Linked DNA regions of Mus musculus: regions 2, 3 and 4 are each linked to region 1. Evidence: chromatin contacts called from public HiChIP or PLAC-seq and promoter capture Hi-C data. All regions are on one chromosome and are shown on one strand. The core of a region is the stretch at or near the end of the contact, and the rest is flanking DNA. Distances in the headings are between cores, read along the strand shown. Region 1 holds the start of Sec22a (SEC22 homolog A, vesicle trafficking protein). Region 2 holds the start of Kpna1 (karyopherin (importin) alpha 1). Region 3 holds the start of Mylk (myosin, light polypeptide kinase). Region 4 overlaps Parp9 (poly (ADP-ribose) polymerase family, member 9).

Region 1 (2,700 bases), core at 13-2,512:
CTTCCGGGAACCGGTAAGGTTGGGTATTTGTTTCACTTTGCTTTGGAAGAAACACAGGTTCCAAAAGCTTAAGTCATTTGTTCAACCCCTAGTAAGTAATAAGTTGTTACTAACTCTAATAACTCTATAAGACACTGCCTCTAAACATACCCAGGCTTCGTTACTACATGGAGAGGAAGGTGGCAAGTATCTCTTTGCTAGTGTCTTTTCATACACCAAACTAAAATATACTTAAACTTTACCCAGTCTCTAAAAATCAAGTACTAAACTGATGTGATCTTCTTAAGTGGAAACGGCCGATCCTTTAGTAACTTTTGGTTACGGGTGTCAGGTTCAGCTCTCAAGTCTTCCTTTACACACTAGAAGTTCTAAGTATTGTTTAAGAAACCGACTTCTCACGGTACTGGCAAACGAGTGGGTACCAGTAACATGGAATGTGATTCCGTTTTTTAAAAAAATGGTGGTTGTACTAATCCGCTGGGATTCTATCACGTGTAGCCTGGCGGGACACCCAGGCTCTGCCCAGGGTTAAGCACAGGAGGGGCGGGTTCTGAAGAGTTCCACCTGCCCCCAGGTGATGGTGATCCCGGAAGCTAAGCAGCAGGAGACTCCCCACTTGTGGAGCCAATTTCTCAGGTCTCTTTTCTGCCACAGAGAGTCGCAAAGCACCTTTAAAACAGGGCCTCACGGGATTTCCCAGAGCCAACGAGTAAGATGTCCAACTGCAACGCCCATTCAGACTTCACAAATCACAGGGTACAAGCTACCCCGCCCAAAAGAAAGTAGGAATGCCACCTCAAGCTCTCTCGGGCCACCTACCAGCCCGAGTGAGTCGGTGTGCTGCTGACATCGGGAGCCAGGGAGTCAACACTACGGCTCGCTGGCAGCCCGGGACGGCCGTCCCTCCCCGTCAGCAGCCCCTACTCCAGCCGCCCATCCTAGGACAGGCCTGCTAAACAGCAACCGCCGCCCGCGAGGCTCGCAGCCCTAGGTCGCAGGGACTCGGACCCTGCACGCCCGTCCTCCTAAGCTCTGAGGCCACCGCCACCAAGCTCCGGCTCGGACAACTACCGGTCAAGCCGAGGTGGAACTCCGAGAGAGCGGCGCGAGCAGCCGGCCAGAGCTCCGGGAGACCCAGAGGAAGCTGAAAAGAGGGGCCGGGCCATACCTGTCGCTCCGGGACCCGCGGCTCGGAGTGACGTGCCACGCAGTGCATTGTGGGGCCGGGAGTGGCCTTCCAGCGGGGATGCCCGCGTCCAACGTGGCTGGCGCCGGCGGAGCTCGCACGGGCCTATCGGACGCCGTGGGAAGCATCCAAAGACCCGCCCCTTTCCGAGGCCCGCCCTATCCCCGCCTCCTCCGGCGGAGATTGGCAGGTTTTCCTGCACCTGCGCCAGGAGATTGCCTTCTCTTCTAAGAAGAGAATTATGCTGTCCTTCGGAAATAAGGCTAATCTCCTTCACCTGCTGCTTTGTGTCGGGAAGCAGTTTGTCTCTCGTGCGCCACTCGGGACAGAGGAAAAGCTCTCTCTGGTGAACAGGGAAAGGATCTTCTTCCATCAGGCACTACACAAAGAAACTTAGCAAAACAGAGAGAAAAGCCTCAGTAGCTCCTCCCAGCCTTCACGAGGTTAAGTATTATTAAACAAGGATATGCTGAATGTCAATTAAATGGTCGGCAGCATCTTAAGCATGTTTTACAGGAATGTCCACAGCACTCCTTTTAAGGTGTAATAGGAATAAAAGGCATTAAGGTAAATTGTTACAGAAATGTACATTTGACTGGTACTGTGAAGAAAAACTAATAGGTACATTGATGAATGAGTTGTGGACTGTCGGGGAAGAGCTCCATGATTACGTACCTTTTAAGGTCAAGGTATATTAAGGGACCCTTAAAAATGTTCTAGACCCTGGAAACATGATTTGTGAGCATTTAACTGTACTAGGAAGTCGTGATGGTTGGTTTCTGTCAACTCGACAGAAACCTTCACATAGCTAGAAGAAGGAATCTTGATAAACCCTCTGTAAAATTAGCCTAGTGGGCAAGTGTGTAGGATATTGCCTTGATTGACGATGATACAGGAGAGCCCCGCCCAATGTGGGCGGTCTTCACCCCAGTGCAGGTAGTTCTATGTTGTACCAGAAAGTAGGCTGAGCAAGCAATGGGGAGCAAGCTAGTAAGCAGCACTCCTCCATGACTTCTGCCTCACTTCCTGTCCAGATCCCTGCCTTGAGCTCCTGCCCTCACTTCTTTTCGTAGATGAAATAAATCCTTTCCACACCCAGTTGCCTTTGGTCACTATGGTTAATTTCATCAATAAAAAGCCTAAAGCAGAAAGTATGTAGGGGCAAGAAGTTTAGGCTGAGATGAGGCAAGGTCTAACTCTCTTTGGCTACTTTATACAGTTCAGACTTCAGCAACACACCCTAAGATCAATTCACAGAGCTAATAAAGATTCTTAAGTAGGATCTGATTTACATATTTTAAAGCTCATTTTGCTGTTTATGGAGATGGATGGATAGGGAGCAAGAAGGGTTACTGATGGGCCAGTTTGGAGGCAGTTGTATTGGTCAAGGCCACAAATGATGGTGGCTTAAACAAAGATAATGGCAGTAGAGGCAGAAAGAGATGGACAATTTCAAGATATTAATAAATCATAGGTGGAGTTCATGGGTCTTAATGGACTGATTTTCTGGAGCA
Region 2 (3,016 bases), core at 190-2,689, 620 kb after region 1:
TCCCCTAATCATCCTTTTGCTTTTGCTCACTTTTGGACCTTGCATTCTTAATAAGTTAGTGGCTTTTGTAAAAGACAGGGTTAGTGTTGTACAGGTAATGGTGCTCCGACAACAGTACCTGACTTTGCCGAAAGAAGAAGAGGGGTCGCTCTAAGATTAGAGCTACTCACAAGAAGAAGTGGGGAAATGAAGAGTAAAAAAATAAAATAATGACTGCCCTGAGAACATGGGCCCCCGCCCCCGGCCAGATGGCCTAATTCCCTGGAACTCTTGGGAAAAACAACCACAAAATGTTTCAATGTCCCAGGTGCCTTGAAGTAAATATCCGCCCCTAGACTTCCCCTGTTTCCTCTCCCATCCTCCCCCTAGGTTCTGGTTTTTACCTTTATAAACCTGCTGGAAAATAGGGTTGGGGTCAGACTCCTCTACCCCTGCGTGGTGTATGGGTCTCGACCTCAGCATGCTGGTTTGTGTGCCATTAAAAACCTCGTGTGTTTGCAGCAAGCGTGACTGTGGCTTTCTGGGCTCGCGATCCCTGAGACTTGAGTGAGGGTCTCCCTTCGGGGGTTCTACAGATTCATGTCCGGTGCTCCTCAGTATTCCTTTTAAACTGACTTGTTAAACCGTGTCCTGTGGTTGTGATTTTCCTGTGACCTCTACTTGCTGTCTTAAAGTGTTCCTTTGAAGCCACCGCTCTACTCCCCAGAAAGAAAAAAAAATTCTATCATGTAACGGTTAAGTCATTTCCCTAAATATTTTGTTTTAGCGTGCCTTCTCATAGCAACGCAAATATTTTCGCTGGAAATTGCCGTTTTTGAGATAGGGGTCTTTCTACGTAGTAATGCTGGTCTAGAATTCGCCATTCTCCTGCCTCAGACTTCCTAGAGCTGAAAATACAGGCGTGCGTTACCGTCATGCTAGGCTCAAAAAGCGATTTAATGTTATATGATACTAATAAATTACCGGGTAAGATGGGTGAGAACTGAAGAGAATACCCAGAAAGTTCCTGCAAACGGGTTGCATGTGAATTCTTTGAACGTGAGACACTGACGTATTTTGTAATACTCCCTCAGCCTCCAACCATGCCATCATTCATCCAATAAGCATGCTCGGCTGTGAGGTACCTACCATGTGAGAGGGAAGCTATATTGATGTGAGGGGGAATCCGTCCATTCTGGAAGAGCTTAGTAAGGACAAGTTTGTTTCCATAACTTCTATATGTCTGCGCTTTTACTGACTGCCAACCTGGTCCGCAGAGACCCACGCCCTGGCCGCCGCCTTTTCCCTGGCCGCCGCTAGCCTAGGGCGTCCACGCTCGGAGACTCCGCTTCCCGGCAGCCCCTGCGGCAGGCGGCGGAGAAGCGCACGCAGGCGCGCCGGCCGGCCCCCGCACGCAGGCGCAGTGCGCACGCCGGCTGAGCTGGGTCTCGCGGCTCTGTGAGCGGCAGCGGAGAGCGAGGCCTGGTGAGCGCCGCCGTGGTGCGCGCCGGCTGGTCAAGGTTGTGCGCAGAAGAGGCGCAGCGGGCGGGCCAAGAGCGAGCGTCTCCCTCTTCGTAGTGGCACCGGGACCGGTCGCCTGGAGCCGGTGAGTGGGGGCACCTCGCGGCCCCTCCCCCTCGGCGGGCGGCTCTGGGTCCCCCTCCGCGGACCCGAGGGAGGCCCCGGGGCGAAGGCGGACGCGGGCGGAAGCCGGAGCTGGCTCGGGCGCGCCGGGGACCGGACCCTCGCGTCGCTCCGGTGCGTCACGGGCCCGGCGGTCCTAACGGCCGCGCGGCGGCGGAGCGGGGTGGGGGTGGGGAACGCTGGTGCTCGCCGTGAGGAACGCCGGTCGGGGCGGGGCGGCGCGGCGCGGCGCGGCGGTGGAAGCGGCGTCGGGGACTGCGGGGCGCCGGGCGGCGGCGCGGAGTCTGCGCGCCGCGCTAGCTTGAGGGCGGGGGCGGGCGGCGCGGAGTGCGGTGGCTGAGGCCGAGGCGTGCGGGGCCGATCGGGGAGTTGGCAGGTTACCACCGGGGCCGGTGTTTGGAGGGAGGTGGGGGTGGAGACGGGAGGCTTGCAGTTTACAGATGTCATAACTACGCGGGCCTGGAGCTGCTGACGGGGGTGTGGTAATTATAGCAATGACAAGTTGGTCGGCTGTGTGAGCCGGCGATGCGAGGGAAACCGCCAAGCCTTAGCTGAGGCTCGCATTGGGAGCAGAAAACTGGAGGGTGACTGGGATCAGGGACATCGGCAAGAAAGAATGTGTGGGTTGAATGCAGCTGCTTCCAAACCACTTTTCAATGAAAAGTTTCACATGAATTGATTTTAAGGCTTAAACTTCGGCTTGGTAAATTACTATAGGAATCAGCCACCGAGAAATGCTTTTGAGATATTAAACACTATTGTCTGGCCTTTTCCCTCTTAAAAGAGTTCCGTCAAACACCTCCTTCCTCCTCCTCCTCCTCCTCCTCTTTTTTTTGTGTTTTTGTTTTTGTTTTTTTTCGAGACAGGGTTTCTCTGTGTAGCCCTGGCTGTCCTGGAACTCACTCTGTAGACCAGGCTGTCCTGGAACTCACTCTGTAGACCAGGCTGTCTTGGAACTCAGAAATTCACCTGCCTCTGCCTCCCAAGTGCTGGGATTAAAGGCGTGCGCCACCACTGCCCAGCCTGTTTTTTTTTGAGGTTGGGTTTTGTTTGGTAGGCTGGCTTTGAGCTTCTTATCCTGCCCTGGCCTTCGGGGTGGCAGGATTTCAGAGTCACACAGAAACTACACAGTCAGTTCAAAATTTCCATCAGTCTAGATATCAAAGTAGGTACTAACTAGTCCCAACCTTCTTGCCTGTAGGTTGCCTTTTCTTTGTTTTTGAGACAAGTCTCACTATTTAGTCATGGCTGGCCTAGCATTACATTGGTTGTCTTGAACTCAAAACACTCCTGCCTCAGCCTCTCAAGTGTTTGGGGTTACAGCATGCCTGCACGTGCGGGTGTTAGTATAAATTTGTATTCATGATGTGTACAACATTTACTTATTTATATA
Region 3 (2,974 bases), core at 402-2,901, 580 kb before region 1:
AGTTAGCTTAGAATGAGCCTTTCTACACGTACTCTTAAATGCTCAGTAGCTCCGTTTCATGTTTTCTTGTGACTTCAAGACCTTTGAAAGAAGGAATATGAAGAGTCCATGGAACAGGGAAGTACTAATGATTGTAGCCAGGAGAGGCTTATTCTAGGCCTGAGAGTGGGAGTGATGGAATGTCCAGGGGCCTGGCCCTGACTGGGTCTATCTAAGGTGTGGTGGCTCTGAGAATAGAGGAGAGGCATGGTGAGCTTAGAGGCCTCTCTAGCTGGCAGATCATGGAAAGTGACTAGAGAGGATGTGGTACCAGCTCCACACGTGTGGAAAGAGGAGCTAAGGTCAAGGAATTCTCCGCCAGCAGCAGAAGAGCTGAGCTTCCGCTTTGTCTTCCGTCTGACTTAGCACAGAAGAGAAGCAGAAATGCCCATCCTGACTGTGTCCACTTGGTCTTGTGGCCAAATAGGACAAAGTTGGTGCTTCCTGCCAGATGGATGGAGTATCCAGCCAGGAGACCGAGGTAGGCCCAGCCATTGCATTCCTCTAAGAGCCCAGTTACTCACAGTTCTTTAGAATGTGCCTCAAAGTAGGAAGGAAGCCATCAACTCTGTGTGAAGGAGCCCTCTGGGGCTCCTTTGTGCTTCATTAAGGGACCTCACAAGGATCTTTCATTCTGTAGCCTCCTGGCTTCCCATATGCCATGATGAGAGCCCATTTCCCTTTAGGTTTGCCCTTCATAAAGTAGCATAGCTCAGGAAAGGTAGAAACAAGCTACAGAGGGCAAAATCCACGAACCTGCACTTTGAGAGAAATGGGTCTTCTAAAGGCATTAGTTTCCCGCGTAAAAATGTAAAATTTGCCTCCAGAAGGAGCAAAGGTCTCTGAAGAAAGGAGACGAGAGACCTTTAGTGTCCTGGACTTGATGGAGTGGGTGGACTCTGTCGGCTGCCTTGATGTGAATTCTAGAGAAACAAAGAACAGAGGCCCAGTCTGTCAGAGGGACACTTGCCTCTGAGGCCATTCTTCTTCCACACTGTATTATTTTCTTTTAGCTCTGTCAGCCCTTTATCCGTGGCAGTGTCTCTCAAGCCAGGCCTCAGCTTACCCAGGCAACTTCTCCAGAAGACCCTGTCATCCATCTATACCTTCACTGCCTGGAGGTGGCACCCAAAGCCCTTCTCCCTCACCCTCGTCAGAACCAAAGCCCTTCTCCCTCACCTGTGCCAGACCCCTTTCCAGTCCTTCATCCTGACCAGAATACTGCCCATCAGTCTTCCATGGTGAAGAAGGCTCTTCTTGGAACTGTTGTTTCTGAACTCCAAGTTTGTAGCACCCCTTACTATCACCTGTGAGACTTCCTTGAGCACAAGGTAATGTTCCTGGCTGCTCTTATACTCTTTGACATGTCTGTCTCTGATTGGTTTGTCTTTCCTTTCTCCTTTTTTTTCCTTTTCTTCTCCCCACCCCTGTGGCTTCTGAGCTGCAGTTCAGAACATTCCCTGGTACGTGCAGGGCCGGAAGCAGTTCTCCAGGCCCTTCCCTGGCCCTCCTACCAGTTACCACAGCCGACCACAGAGAAGGCACTGGTGAGTCAGCAGGGCTTAAGTACTGCTGCTGTTGACCATTCTGCCTCAGGATCCTGGAGAGCTGTAGAGGGGAACTCGTGTCTCTGCCTGGGTTTCCAAGAGAGCCTTTATGTGAAAGCATGTCTGGCCAGTTACCTGGGAAGGTGAGAGTACAATGATTTTTTTAGAATTACTTGTTGGCCTTGGCTTAGCCAGTAAAAATTTAGAGTCAATGAGAAGTGTCATTGGGAGCAGCCAGGACAAAATCTGAAAGGGTGGAGGGGTGGGGAGGGGGCTTCCAGCTTCTGCTAGAGATTATTCATGCATGAGTCCTGAAACTTCCCCTCCCGACTTTCCAGGGCACCCCTCTGATGAACTCTGCCCAATTTTGAATTCTCTTTTGTCTTTGTAGGGAGGCAGACCTCCTTGGTTTGGAGGATATAGTGGGACCCTGTTACTGAGCCTATAACCACAGCTGGTTGTATGTCAGTGAGCTGTTTCAGGTTGCCTGAGAGAACACACACACACACACACACACACACACACACACACACACACAGATCGCAGATGTGCTCGCCTTCTGTTTATGGAGAAGGCTCTTGTAGTAACAGACACAGAGAAAGCCTGTTGAACACAGATGGTACCTTTTGTGGCCAGTTGTACAGTAGCAAATATTCTCAGGTTTCAAAACCATGGGTCATCCTTTGGTATTTTGTGTATATAACCTGTGTCATGTACATATATAACTTTCTATTGTTTCCACGGTGAGGGAGGTGAGTTCCCTTTGCCACCTTAGGTTCTACCTTATTTTTGAGACAAGATCTCTTTCTGAGGGGCTGGCAAGATGGCTCAGTGGTTAAGAGCGCCGACTGCTCTTCCGAAGGTCCTGAGTTCAAATCCCAGCAACCACATGGTGGCTCACGACCAGCTGTAACGAAATCTGATGCCCTTTTCTGGAGTATCTGAGGACAGCTACAGTGTACTTACATATAATAAATAAATAAATCTAAAAAAAAAAAAAAAAAAAAAGATCTCTTTCTGACCCTGGAGCTCCACATTCTCTCTAGACTACTAGACTAGCTGGCCATCAAGTCCCAGAGATCCTCCTATCTCTGCTTTCCCAGAGCTGGGCTTATGGTGCACACCCCTGGGCCTAGGTTTGACATGGGTACTGGGGATTGACCTGAGGCTCTGGGGTTTATGTAGCAAGCACTTTACTGACTATAGATTGTAAATCATGTCCTCTAGATAGCAATCAAACGGTCCCTGAGAAGTTTGGAAAGTCATGTCTTCACCTAGGGCCAGGATGTCCCAAATCCCATTCCTTTGACCAGTAACCAGAGTCCTACAGGCTCAGTTCCCGGTATTACAAGCTGCTGACTGTGAGGCAGGGGTTCATCTTCAATGAC
Region 4 (2,873 bases), core at 336-2,835, 590 kb after region 1:
AATCTCAGTTGGTGGAATCGCTATCACCGGTGCGGGGAGACTTCCTTGCCATTTGATTATCCATGCGGTTGGACCTCGGTGGACAGTTACGAACAGCCAGACAGCTATCGAATTACTGAAATTTGCCATTAGGAACATTCTAGATTATGTCACCAAATATGATCTACGCATTAAGACAGTAGCAATTCCAGCCCTGAGCTCTGGAATTTTCCAGTTCCCTCTGGATTTGTGTACAAGCATAATTTTAGAAACTATCCGGCTTTATTTCCAAGACAAGCAAATGTTCGGTAATTTGAGAGAGATTCATCTGGTGAGCAATGAGGACCCCACTGTTGCGTCCTTTAAATCCGCCTCAGAAAGCATCCTAGGGAGGGACCTGAGCTCTTGGGGGGGTCCAGAAACTGACCCTGCTTCCACCATGACTCTTCGCATCGGCCGGGGCCTGACTCTCCAGATTGTCCAAGGCTGTATTGAAATGCAAACAGTAAGTTTTTGTTTTTATTCCCTGGCAGAGGGGAGTCCTGGAATTAATGGTTAATCACTAAGATGCTTAAAGTGGAAGGCTGTAAGATGTATCTTTTGGGGATTAGAGTGTGTGACTGTCAGGGCCAGGCCATCTGGATTAGAGACTAGCTTCATTATCCTAACTCAAAGGCTTTCTTTCTTTCCGTCTTCAGTCCTTCCTTTAAAACACGTAGCAGCACTTAAACATCTGAAAGCAGAGTCATTATCCAAGAGATGGCTACAGTTGTGTGTGGCACACGGTCATGTGGGAGTTATAATGATTAGGTTCTGATTCTTAGGAACCAGAAGCGATTAGAATACTCTTTAATCCCAAAGAACTTAAGCTTTCTCTTATTTCTTTATTTTTGTTTGTTTGTTTGTTTATTTTTGTTGTTGTTTTTTGTTTTTGTTTTTTTGTTTTTGTTTTTGTTTTTTTTTTGAGACAGGGTTTCTCTGTATAGCTCTGGCTGTCCTGGAACTCACTCTGTAGACCAGGCTGGCCTCGAACTCAGAAATCCGCCTGCCTCTTGTTTGTTTATTTTTGAAACAATGTTTGCTTTCTACCACGTCATCCAAGACTCATGATCCTCCTGCCTCAGCCTCAAACACTAGATTTTTATTTTTTTTGAGGCAAGGTCTCTATAGAGCTTTGGCTATCCTGGAACTTGGTATGTAGATCAGACTGGTCTTGAACTCACAGAGATCCACCTGCCTCTGCCTCCAAGGTGGGATTAAAGGCTACTATGCCTCGGCTAAGCACTGAAATTAATTAATTAATTAAGTAAGTAAGTAAGTGTGTATGTAGGTGTGTGTATGTATGTGTGTATGAGTGTGTATGTGTATCAATATGTGTGCTGATAGGTGTATATTTGTGGGTCTATGCATGCTTGGAGGTGGGGGTAGGGTTCGCACACATGTGCACACATGTGGAGAGGTTAACTTTGGTTGTCTTCCTAAAGTACTGTCTACCCTTCTATTTTTGAGACAGAGTTTCTCATTGGTCTGGAAGTTGTCAGGCGGGCTGTGCCTTACTGGCTAGCTAGCCCCAGGGAACTTGTCTTGGCTGGGATCGTGAGTGCTTGTCACCACATCTGGGTTTTTTCACACGGTCTCTGGCAAGTACTTTACTGACTGAGTTACTTATCTCTCTAGTTCTAGCCTATTTTTAATCTTTAAAAAAAAACTTTTATTTGGCAATCTCACTGGGGAAACAAGTCACTCGGCATTGCTGAAGCAAACTATCAATAACAGTAAACAAAAAATAGTACTTAGGAATACAGCAGGGCATGGTGGCCTGTCCCTGTAATCACAGTAATTTGAGGTGGAAGCCCAAGGATCAGGGACACAGAGGTAGCAAAAAGTAACGGTGACAGGGCAGAGAAGAAAGCCCTACTGATGGTGCCCCTCTAGAAGCACCCCTGGGCTGGCTGGCTTGGTGGCAGAATGCTTGCTTAGCATGGGTTTGATTGCCTGCCCTGGGAGAAGCAGGCTGATCTTAGGTTGGGGGAGTTGTGAACTAGCAGGAGGAAGGCTATCAGGGAGGCTTGAGTGACTTGGTCAGAGAGACAGACAGGAAATGATCAGCCTGGCTGGACACACTGAAGTTTAAAGTTATTATTATCTTTTTAAAGATTTACTTATTTATGTATATGAATACACTGTAGCTGTCTTCAAACATACCCGAAGAGGGCATGAGATCCCATTACAGATGGTTGGGAGCCACCATGTGGTTACTGGGAATTGAACTCAGGACCTCTAGAAGGGCAGTCAGTGCTCTTAGCCCCTGAGCCATCTCTCCAGTCCCCACAATCAAATTATAATTAACTGTCAGGGAGAGTAGCGCTTACAGCCTATGAGATATCAGAGCGAAGGCTGAGGAGACTCCATGAAGTGAACGATCTGAGGAGTCGTTAGTGTGGCATTTAACATTTAAGCAGAAATGTTATTTTTTAAAAAGATTTATTTATGGGCTGGTGAGATGGCTCAGCGGGTAAGAATACCCGACTGCTCTTCTGAAGGTCCCGAGTTCAAATCCCAGCAACCACATGGTGGCTCACAACCATCTGTAAGGAGATCTGACTCCCTCTTCTGGAGTGTCTGACGACAACTACAGTGTACTTACATATAATAATAAATAAATAAATCTTAAAAAAATAAAAAAGACTATTAATAATAATATATTATTATATTAAGATTTATTTATTATTATATGTAAGTACACTGTAGCTGACTTCAGACGCACCAGAAGAGGGAGTCAGATCTCCTTACAGATGGTTGTGAGCCACCATGTGGTTGCTGGGATTTGAACTCGGGACCTTCAGAAGAGCAGTCGGGTGCTCTTACCCACTGAGCCATCTCGCCAGCACCAA

The links. Promoter capture Hi-C pulls out the DNA fragments that hold promoters and counts their contacts. HiChIP or PLAC-seq counts read pairs in DNA pulled down with a chosen protein or histone mark.
Region 2: a contact with region 1 is called in an H3K27ac HiChIP or PLAC-seq map of large pre-B cells, with 2.4 times the contacts expected there. The contact joins the promoter of Kpna1 here to the promoter of Sec22a in region 1. A contact is called at or near these places in 2 of 39 promoter capture datasets (hippocampal neurons and pre-B cells) and 1 of 115 datasets of contacts at active chromatin or transcription factors (large pre-B cells).
Region 3: an HNF4G HiChIP or PLAC-seq map of pancreatic cancer cells shows a contact between it and region 1. The contact joins the promoter of Mylk here to the promoter of Sec22a in region 1. A contact is called at or near these places in 2 of 115 datasets of contacts at active chromatin or transcription factors (bone marrow-derived macrophages and pancreatic cancer cells).
Region 4: a promoter capture Hi-C map of liver shows a contact between it and region 1, with 2.4 times the contacts expected there. The contact joins the enhancer-like site here to the promoter of Sec22a in region 1. A contact is called at or near these places in 2 of 39 promoter capture datasets (hippocampal neurons and liver).

The regions. Positions count from the first base shown.
Region 1 is chr16:35,362,656-35,365,355 of GRCm38.p6, forward strand. It overlaps Sec22a (SEC22 homolog A, vesicle trafficking protein), which reads right to left and starts at 1,263. Exons shown (of 7, transcript NM_133704.4): 1 at 1,169-1,263.
Region 2 is chr16:35,981,924-35,984,939 of GRCm38.p6, forward strand. It overlaps Kpna1 (karyopherin (importin) alpha 1), which reads left to right and starts at 1,440. Exons shown (of 14, transcript NM_008465.5): 1 at 1,440-1,585. It overlaps Gm15564 (a long non-coding RNA gene), which reads right to left and starts at 1,406. Exons shown (of 2, transcript XR_001781900.2): 1 at 1,129-1,406.
Region 3 is chr16:34,783,299-34,786,272 of GRCm38.p6, forward strand. Mylk (myosin, light polypeptide kinase) reads left to right here and starts at 1,652. Exons shown (of 32, transcript NM_139300.3): 1 at 1,652-1,729. The coding sequence starts at 1,706.
Region 4 is chr16:35,947,871-35,950,743 of GRCm38.p6, forward strand. Parp9 (poly (ADP-ribose) polymerase family, member 9) reads left to right here. Exons shown (of 11, transcript NM_030253.3): 4 at 1-484. Among named protein-coding and RNA genes, the nearest start is that of Dtx3l, 10 kb to the left of the region's middle. Within about 2 kb of position 1,586, at least 13 of the 459 cell types and tissues checked have an H3K27ac peak or open chromatin away from gene starts, as enhancers often do. A contact at or near this core is called in liver, where this site is marked.